Regions from separate parts of the Rattus norvegicus genome. Here region 1 is linked to region 2. A link is a contact called in public Hi-C data. All regions are on one chromosome and are shown on one strand. The core of a region is the stretch at or near the end of the contact, and the rest is flanking DNA. Distances in the headings are between cores, read along the strand shown.

What was found. A called contact is a pair of places that touch in the nucleus more often than the background predicts.
Region 1: a contact with region 2 is called in a Hi-C map of prefrontal cortex, with 2.6 times the contacts expected there. The contact joins two enhancer-like sites. A contact is called at or near these places in 2 of 12 Hi-C or Micro-C datasets (frontal cortex and prefrontal cortex).

Annotation. Positions count from the first base shown.
Region 1 is chr1:51,675,265-51,679,399 of GRCr8, reverse strand. All of the region lies in intron 6 of Prkn (parkin RBR E3 ubiquitin protein ligase), which reads left to right. Among named protein-coding and RNA genes, the nearest start is that of Agpat4, 500 kb to the right of the region's middle. Within about 2 kb of position 2,674, at least 17 of the 93 cell types and tissues checked have an H3K27ac peak or open chromatin away from gene starts, as enhancers often do.
Region 2 is chr1:51,435,318-51,439,526 of GRCr8, reverse strand. The region is part of intron 8 of Prkn (parkin RBR E3 ubiquitin protein ligase); the gene reads left to right. Among named protein-coding and RNA genes, the nearest start is that of Agpat4, 260 kb to the right of the region's middle. Within about 2 kb of position 1,531, at least 25 of the 93 cell types and tissues checked have an H3K27ac peak or open chromatin away from gene starts, as enhancers often do.

The DNA of each region.
Region 1 (4,135 bases), core at 1,425-3,924, 240 kb before region 2:
CTCAGGTGGGTCACATGTTAAATGCCCCCTACGCACTGACTGTCCCTATTCTTTCCCGTCATTCCTTGCTCTGGTGGTCTGACCCCCGACCTATCGAAAAGTCGTCCTTTCATTCCATCTCTTCCCGTTGAAATCTTGCTGCTCTAGGAGTCGGACTCCCCAAGTCCCCTCAGTCAGGCGCCAGACGTCTTGTTGATAATGGTGTGGTGATAACGGGGCTCTTTCTCCTGTCCCTCTTTCTCTTGTGGCTTTGTGCTCTCTGTTTCTCCTCTGACTTAAAGCACTGTCCCACCCTAGGCCTACTATAGCTCCAGTGTATCACTTCCAGCTAGGCAGGCATTTGTTTCACTTGACTCTGGGCAGCCTGGGCTCTGGTAACTGCCCCCACCCCCTGCTCCTCCAGAGTTGCACCAGTCTTACCTGGAGCTGCATGTCCATGCCGAGAGTACCCACTGTGCTGTTTGCTCCAGGGCTGCAGTGCTGCAGCAGTAGCACAACCATATTACTGTCCTGCAGCAGGTTGGTAAAGCCATTGGTCCCTACTCTGCAGGGCTCCAATGGCACCAGGGTGAAGACGAGAGATGACTAGACATATTTCTGGGATGTGGACTGCCACTTAGACTGGCTCTAGAGAGCATTTCATGTGAGGACAGCCCCAGGACAGCCTTGCAAGGGAGGGATAATGAGAAGGAATCCTATAGTGCTGGGGACTGGAAGGACGAGGGCAAATATAGGTGTTCTGGAGTGATACCCAAGTTTGTTGGAACAATGAGGGGCATTGATCTGGTCCCAAGGCCTCCTCATGAGCAGTCACTCTTGTGTTTTGTCTAGGGCTAAATCCTGGTACGAAAGGTTGATTTCATTCACTTGGTTGAACTAAGAAACACCACTCAGGGTATCAAGGAAGTGTCTGTGATAGCAAAGTGGATAACTTTGTGTGGACAAAGTCCATAAATGAATAAAAAGGGGGAAAGGAAAGAGGAGGAAGCCTGTAGCACATCCCACTTTCTCTGTTCCCTATAAGGTGCCTCAGCCACCAACATCAAGCCACCCTGTCTGCTATGCTTTCCTCTCTCCCAACCTCAATCAACTGTACCCTCAATCTATAACCCAATCCCTCCCTTAAGTTCCTTCTTATTATGTTTTTGGTCAGAGAAATGAGAAGAGTTAACTAAAGACCCCTTAGTTGAGGACCATGACAGTACTTAAATCACACGGTGTTTCTCGGGATTTGAAGAGCTGGCTGTGGACTGACATCTGCACAAAGACTCCTCTGTCCACACAGAACAATGTCTCCATCATAATGGGATTTCTGAGATGCATGGGGCCAGGACACCTTCAGGCACCTGCTTCCTGAATAAGGGGCGGGGCAAGAAGGAGGCCACAAATGCAAATTCCAACCTTATAAAAGACGTGGATCTGTGCTATTTGACTGTGCTTATCTGCCCAGTTGCTCAGAAAGCATTCAGGGTGCCCAACCTCTTGACATGATAAGGGCCCATGGGCATCTGCATAGTTCACCCCCAACAACCACATAGTCAATTTACAAAGAAAATAAAGAAATGAAGTTTCCCCCCCCCCTAATATGTCAATTAAGCTTATAATTCTGTATCGGGCTACATTCATAGCTGCCCTGGGGTTCCTGTGCCGCACAGGCTGTAGGGTAGACTCACAGGATGAAAGGGGTATGAGCGGTTTTTCTTAGTACTTCCTTTAGTCAAAATGACTGCAGCCAGTGGATCTGGGGTCCTCGTGCCTCATACCTATCGCCCAGACAGACAGCCTGACATCCACCTTTGTTTGACCAAATGTTTTATAAACTATCACCCTGCCATTAGCTTCTTAGGGCCCACAGTCCATCCTTCAAGAACAGATGCTGGGCTGTTGGCTGCCATTTCAAGCAGTCTACACTTGTATAATAAGCACGTATTTTTAAAAGACTCATAAGGGAATTCAAGGAGTCCTACAACCGTTCCGTGCTAGCTATGAGTGAGGTCCGAAGGATTGAAGACTTACTTACAGCAGCTCGAACTTGATTTTACATTATCAATTCTCTGTTGTTGCCTGAACTGAGTCTCACTGCCAGGAAAGCGAATCTTAATGGACTGGCAGGCGGCACATGCGGGCAGTGGCCCCACCTAGGGGCAGAATGGTGTATTTCCTTCTGTCTTCTATTTTCCTGTTTGTTCATTTTGTGAGTTGAAGGACAGAAAAGCTCACAGCCTTGCAGGACCAGGGAATTTTCCATGAGCCTATCCAGAAAGCTGGAGGATGTTTGAAGGAGACATCACTTGAAAGAAGAGAACGCCACAGCACAATTTCTTCCCTAGGATGTCACCAACAAATCAGCTGCACTGTGCCCCAACCCCACCCCCACTTCATCTAGAAGCACCGCTGAGGGGGAAATGGGAAGGAGTTGATAGTGTGAGCTGTCGGGACAGGGGTACGGAGAGAGCTGGATTTGAGGAGAGTGAGTCAGATCCACAAGGGAATGAATGGGCTCACCTAATTCACAGATGCGGCATCAATAACCCTGAGCTTCACATAGCTTCACTCTCAATAGCCCACAGGAGGGAGGACGCTTGGGAGCAGAAAAGACCTGAGGAGCTAGGAACAGAGAGAGCAGCTCTCCCAGACATGGAGGTGTGGTGGGGAAGGGAGTGGCCAGAGGAGCTTGCAAATGGACAGGAAGTCTTCCTTCCCACATTTTTTGCCCCTCCCAGGTATCTTAACTTATCATGGTGTTTATTTCATAGTGAGGAAAGCCCTCACTTAGAGACTTGGAATCACTTATCCTTTTCTGGTTTGGCCTAGAAAAATCACAATTCAGGGAAAACCTGAAGCTTGAAAACCATCCTTTTACGGAAAGGGAACTCAGTGTTACCTCTATGGGAGTTCACTGTGTTCTCATTCACACTTCGCTAAGCATGAGATGCCAAAACTACACACTGATTCCATGCAGGAGGCCAGACTCAATCCAGGCCACTCAGGCTGACAGTTTCAACCCAAGCGCATACGGAAACTCCCTTGCATCAGAGCTGAAAACAGGTTAGGGAACTCCCATCGCCGGCATCAGAAGCCTGTGTGTGCCACAGATGAGTATGAGATTCCTGGAACATGGCTGTGAGTTAAAGGAAAGGGGTGCAGGGAGCATGGGAGAAAGAGAGAGAGAGACAGGAAGAGGAGGAGGGGAGAGAGCCCTTGAGTACTGTGGCAGAAAACCACGAATATGAAGAATGGCGATCTAAATCCAGCATCCTGAAAGCCAGTGGTGGGAGGGCTGTCTAGAGAGTGGCTAAAGCTAGCAAAAATGCCAAATGCTAGCACCCCCCACCGTGAGCGTGTGCACATGTGTGTGTGTGCACGTGTGTGTGTGTGTGTGTGTGTGTGTGAGAGAGAGAGAGAGAGAGAGAGAGAGAGAGAGAGAGAGAGAGAGAGAGATGTATGGAGCATTTAAGACAACTGGAAATGCCTCTGTGGGCAGCTTAAACCTACAGGCATTGCTAGCCGCCCACCTTCTCTGTGAGTTATAATGAAAACTCCCACTGCTAGCCTGTGTGTGCACAGAATCCAGACTCGGAGGTCACCCCACGCAGGAAGAATTCAATGAAAAAGGCTTTGGCGTGTGCAGCTTGAAAGCTTACTCTCCTGGCTCGGTGACACCTCTGGCTATAGACAGAGGCAAATGTGAAACTTCCACAGGCCCCCGCCCAACCCTCCCCAGCACTGGAAACCAGCCACACTTCCCATCTACCGCCCTAGCTCCACTAGCTGCCACTGAGGGCTGCAGCGCTGGGAGGAGGAAACACTTTAGCGCAGGGCCTTACATCACTGTCCTATTAGTCTAAGCAGAATAGAGCAGATTGTTTATTTTGGTTCAGCTCTGCTCCAGGCTGTAACATCAGATGTAACTCCCAGAGTGACAAATTCTGATCGCAGTGTCATAGATTAAACAAGAGCAAGGGAAGCCGGGCGAGCGTGTGACCGTAGGGGGTGTGGAGCGTGATGGGGGTCTGAGTACCAATTTGAACCCCTTTGTCTTAGGCAGCCCCCCAGCTTTTCCCTGAGGATCTGTACTTTCCCTCATATCCACCCATGACAGTCACAGCTTCCACTGGGTTAATAGACCGGGCCT
Region 2 (4,209 bases), core at 282-2,781:
CACCCCGCTGCTCCCTTCTACTGGCCACATAACCACCTGGAAACCTTCAGGCTGCCTCAGCACTGGATGAAGAGACTTACTCTAAAATAAAGGGGGAGCTGTGAACAAACCAAACTAGAGAAAGTGTCCAGGGAGACAGAGGAAGGAAGGTTGGGTTGGCCATAAGGACCACAGTTCCTTCTGAGAAAATTAGAGCCAAATTCTACTTGCATTCAGGGTGGGGCTTAGGCTTGCCAACTAACCTAATACTACTCCAAGCTTTTGCTCTGGAACAAAGGAAATGGAAAACACATTGTAGGTAAAGGCAGCAGTGCCAGAGCCGTGCCCATCAAAATGGCGGGCTAGGAACTCCTGCTTACAGAGTCTGAGCAAGTCACATCAGCTAAAAACCCTTGGGAAGAAGGGATCTTGCATGGTTCCTGCCTTCCTAGTCTTGTCTTCCCTGAAGATACCCTGCTGTGTTTAACAGAGCACAGAAGAAACAAAGAAGCTAGTCAGTTTCCATTTTCTTCTCAAAGATTCTTCTATCCCCAGAAGCTGAGATACAAATTCTTGGCACCATCTCCATCCATGTCAGAGTACCCCAAGGGCTTCGTAACTTCCAATCCAGGATTCCTTCTGTCGCCCCCAGTCATTTCTCTGGCGTACACTGATGAGCTTCCTTCTTGCGTCCGATTTCGCCATCCTAATGATTGCGTTTTCTATGCAGAGAACAAGGTCCAGCCCTTTCTCTAGCCAATTCACTTCATCAGCAGCTGACAGATGTCCAGGGAAGCAAAGAACATTACTGGAAAAGGCACAGAGAACAGGCTCAGCAGGAGACAGAGCCACCACGGAGACCGTCACTAACTCTCAGACTAACGACCCACAAATGAGGAAAAACAAGAAGAAGATTACATATGATTTTAGGAGTGCTTAAAAAAAATAATAATAAGCCTTCTAATGAGTGTGGAGAAAATAGGGCATTCCCTACATAACAAGGGGAAATATTCTAGGAAAAGTCACTGGTCTTTTACGTAGTTGTTCTTGGCATTTTTAACCCAAGCAAGTAAACAATAAATGGGTTTTAGTGGGTGGCTAAGGAGCAGTGAGCCAACAGTTTTTTGTTTGTTTGGTTTCTCTTTTTATCAAAATGGAAAAAGGAAGGGAAATGGAGGTATTGTTCTGAGCTGAGTTCTAATGTTGAATGCCTACATGGTACCAGTGTGGAATTTAGACTGTGCATCCCTGTGACCCCAAGGCTTCACCCATCGCCTTCCATGGGAAGGATTCAGGCAGGAGGCAAAGGGCTAGCACTGGTGTGGGGTACAGAGTACCAGTTTCCCAACAACAGGTCTTCTACCAGTGATCCAGGGAGGGCAAGTGACACATCCACCTGCCCCAAGGACCACCCTCATAGCTTCAGTTAACAGAAGCCAGAATCCATGCCGGAAGAAGGCAAAAGAGGCCCAACAGCTGTACCTGAGTGCCCCCAAAAGGATGCTCTGGAAAACACCAGGACAGCACAAAACCAGTCTCCAAGCAGTTGCCTGGGGGCAGGCAGCTCCTGGATGGCTGACAAGTCCTGACTCACTTTCACAGAACATCTGCCAGCTCTCCCCCATCCTGGTCTCAGCCTCCTTCCCCTGTTCTTAACATTTCTCTGACTTTTAAAATCTAGATTTCCTCTCTTGCTTTACTTTCCCCAGGAAAGCATGCAAATTAAGCCCAAGAGTGAAACAGAAAACAGAAGGCCACAAAAGCACAGTTCTTTCCTAGCCTGACTCCTCAGGCAATCACCCATGTTCTTTCATGGACTTAGCATGCAGTCTATCAGTAAAAAAGAAAAAGGAAGATCACTGGCCCACACTGGGCTTGAACCAGTGACCTCTGCCTCATTATTGAATGATAATCTGCTCAGTCCAACACTTCTAACTACCTTCAGGCCAACAAAATACAGGATCTGTTTCATCATACTATCCCATGAGTCATTATTTAGAATCCTAAAATATGATTTTTGTTGAAATCCCAATAAGCCTGGTACTTTCAAATGAATATTTCTTGTTTTTAAGAGAATCTATGAGAGTCTATGTGAGTGCACACAAAAGAAGGAATTTTTATCCCACAAATAAGGTAGAAAGCATAAAAATAAGCTACGATTTTACTGAGGTGAGACATTCAAAATTGCATCTGTCATTATGTTTCCATGAACTATGAGCAAATGATTTGTTATTTTCCTTGGGTGAAGAGTCTCATGGCATGATTATTTTTTAAAAAGCTTTTGCAAATATTATGTAACAAAATATAAACTATTTTAGATACAATAGTTGATCTCAATTATCAACTTGAGACCTAGAATCACTGAGGGAAAGGACATGCCTGTAGGGCATGACTAAGATGAAAAGACCTGACCACTGTGGGTGCCACCACTCCCTTGGCTGAGCCCAAGTGTTCAATGCTCTCTTCATGCTGAAGGCAGACATGATATGACCAGCTGCTTCAAACTCCTGCTGCTTTGACTTCCCCATCATAATGTACTTGAAACTGTGAGCCAAAAATAAACCCTTCCCTCTTCAGTTGCTTTTTTCCAGGTGTTTTGATAACAATAAAAGTATGATACAAGTTATCTATGAACTATCTACTTTATGAAATCATGTCTGGAAATTTGTAAACTAGATTTAACCAAAGCTTAAATTAGAAGTTTGATAATCTAATATTAGTACACACACACACACACACACACACACACACACACACACACACACACACATACACACCATGTATTCCAAAGGCAAACAATAAGTTATTTGTGGCTAATTACTTGCTTTGATTTTCTTAGGCCTAGGCTATGTTACCATGTAGTCACATTCTCCAAATTAGGTCTGTTTATAAAGTGATATCCAAGGTTAGAAAGTAAACCCCCCCCCATGGAAATAATGCAAGACGAGTTAAAGGAACAGCTGGTTTTGCCATTTGGAATCCATTTATCAATGACCTACCACAATTCCATAAATTTTACACTGAGGAAAACATAGATATTCTGCTCTACTTAGCACACTCTCCATGAAGCTTAGAGTGGTGTGCTCCCAATAAAATCTGTTTGTCATGCCCCTGAGAGGTTAAGAGGAGTCTGTGGAAATGTGGGTCATCTCTTGAAAGAAACTAAACAAGGCTGTTTGCTAATTACATGCCTAAATTATTTCCTTAGGGCATTAAGCTTGCTTCAAATACTATCACATTATTAGTTTTAGGTCAAAAGATTTTCTTACAAATTTCATAGAATAATGGTCTGTGTGTGTGTGTGTGTGTGTGTGTGTGTGTGTTTATGTATGGTGTGTATGTGTGCTTTGTGGTATGCGTATGTGCGTTGCTGCTGTTGTTGTTGTTGTTGTTGTGAGAATGAAACCCAGGCCGTCGTTCATGTTAGGTAAGTGCTCTACCAGTAAACTGCACCCCCCAGTTAAGAACAATTGTTTTTAAACTCATTTGTATAGATACACTTTTATTAATATCCATTGCTGTTATTTTATTAGAATTATTTAATTACTGAAACTTAATAGTTAGAGTCCACTAACTCATTCTGTTCTTACAGTGTATGCAAACTGCCGGTAAGCCGTGATTTGAGGCTCACAGTACAGATATCTATCTATACTATACCTATGGATGGATGGATGGATGGATGGATAGACAGACAGACAGACAGACAGACAGACAGACAGACAGTGAGAGAGATGGATACAGGATGGATATAAGGAGTCTGCATAAAAATCACTTCAAAGGGACTGAACTTCCTCAGAATAAAAAAAAAATCTAACCAACCTAATTTCCTCCCCAAGAAAAAGCCCCACAATGAGGAGAAACCTGTGTAGAAGAAGAGCAGCGAAGGAAAGAGGATGTCTAGTTTTTAAAATGAGTGAGAAAACTGGAGGGTTGACTTGTACAGGAAACACTTGAGAAGCCAAGGCAGGAAAGCTACCTCAAGGTCAAGGCCAGCATGGACCCCAGTATGAGGCTCCATCTAATAAGCACAATGGGCTAGAGACAGCTTAGTTATAGAGTTCTTATTGTATATATAGGTAGGTAGAGAAAGGTAAAAATACACAGTCCTTCAATTATATAAATCATCTAATCCTTCAATGAAATACCTCATTTCCTACACTAATAACTACATAGCTTACTTATATTTCCCAGAAAGCCATCTCCTATGAAAATCTGTTTATAATATGTGAC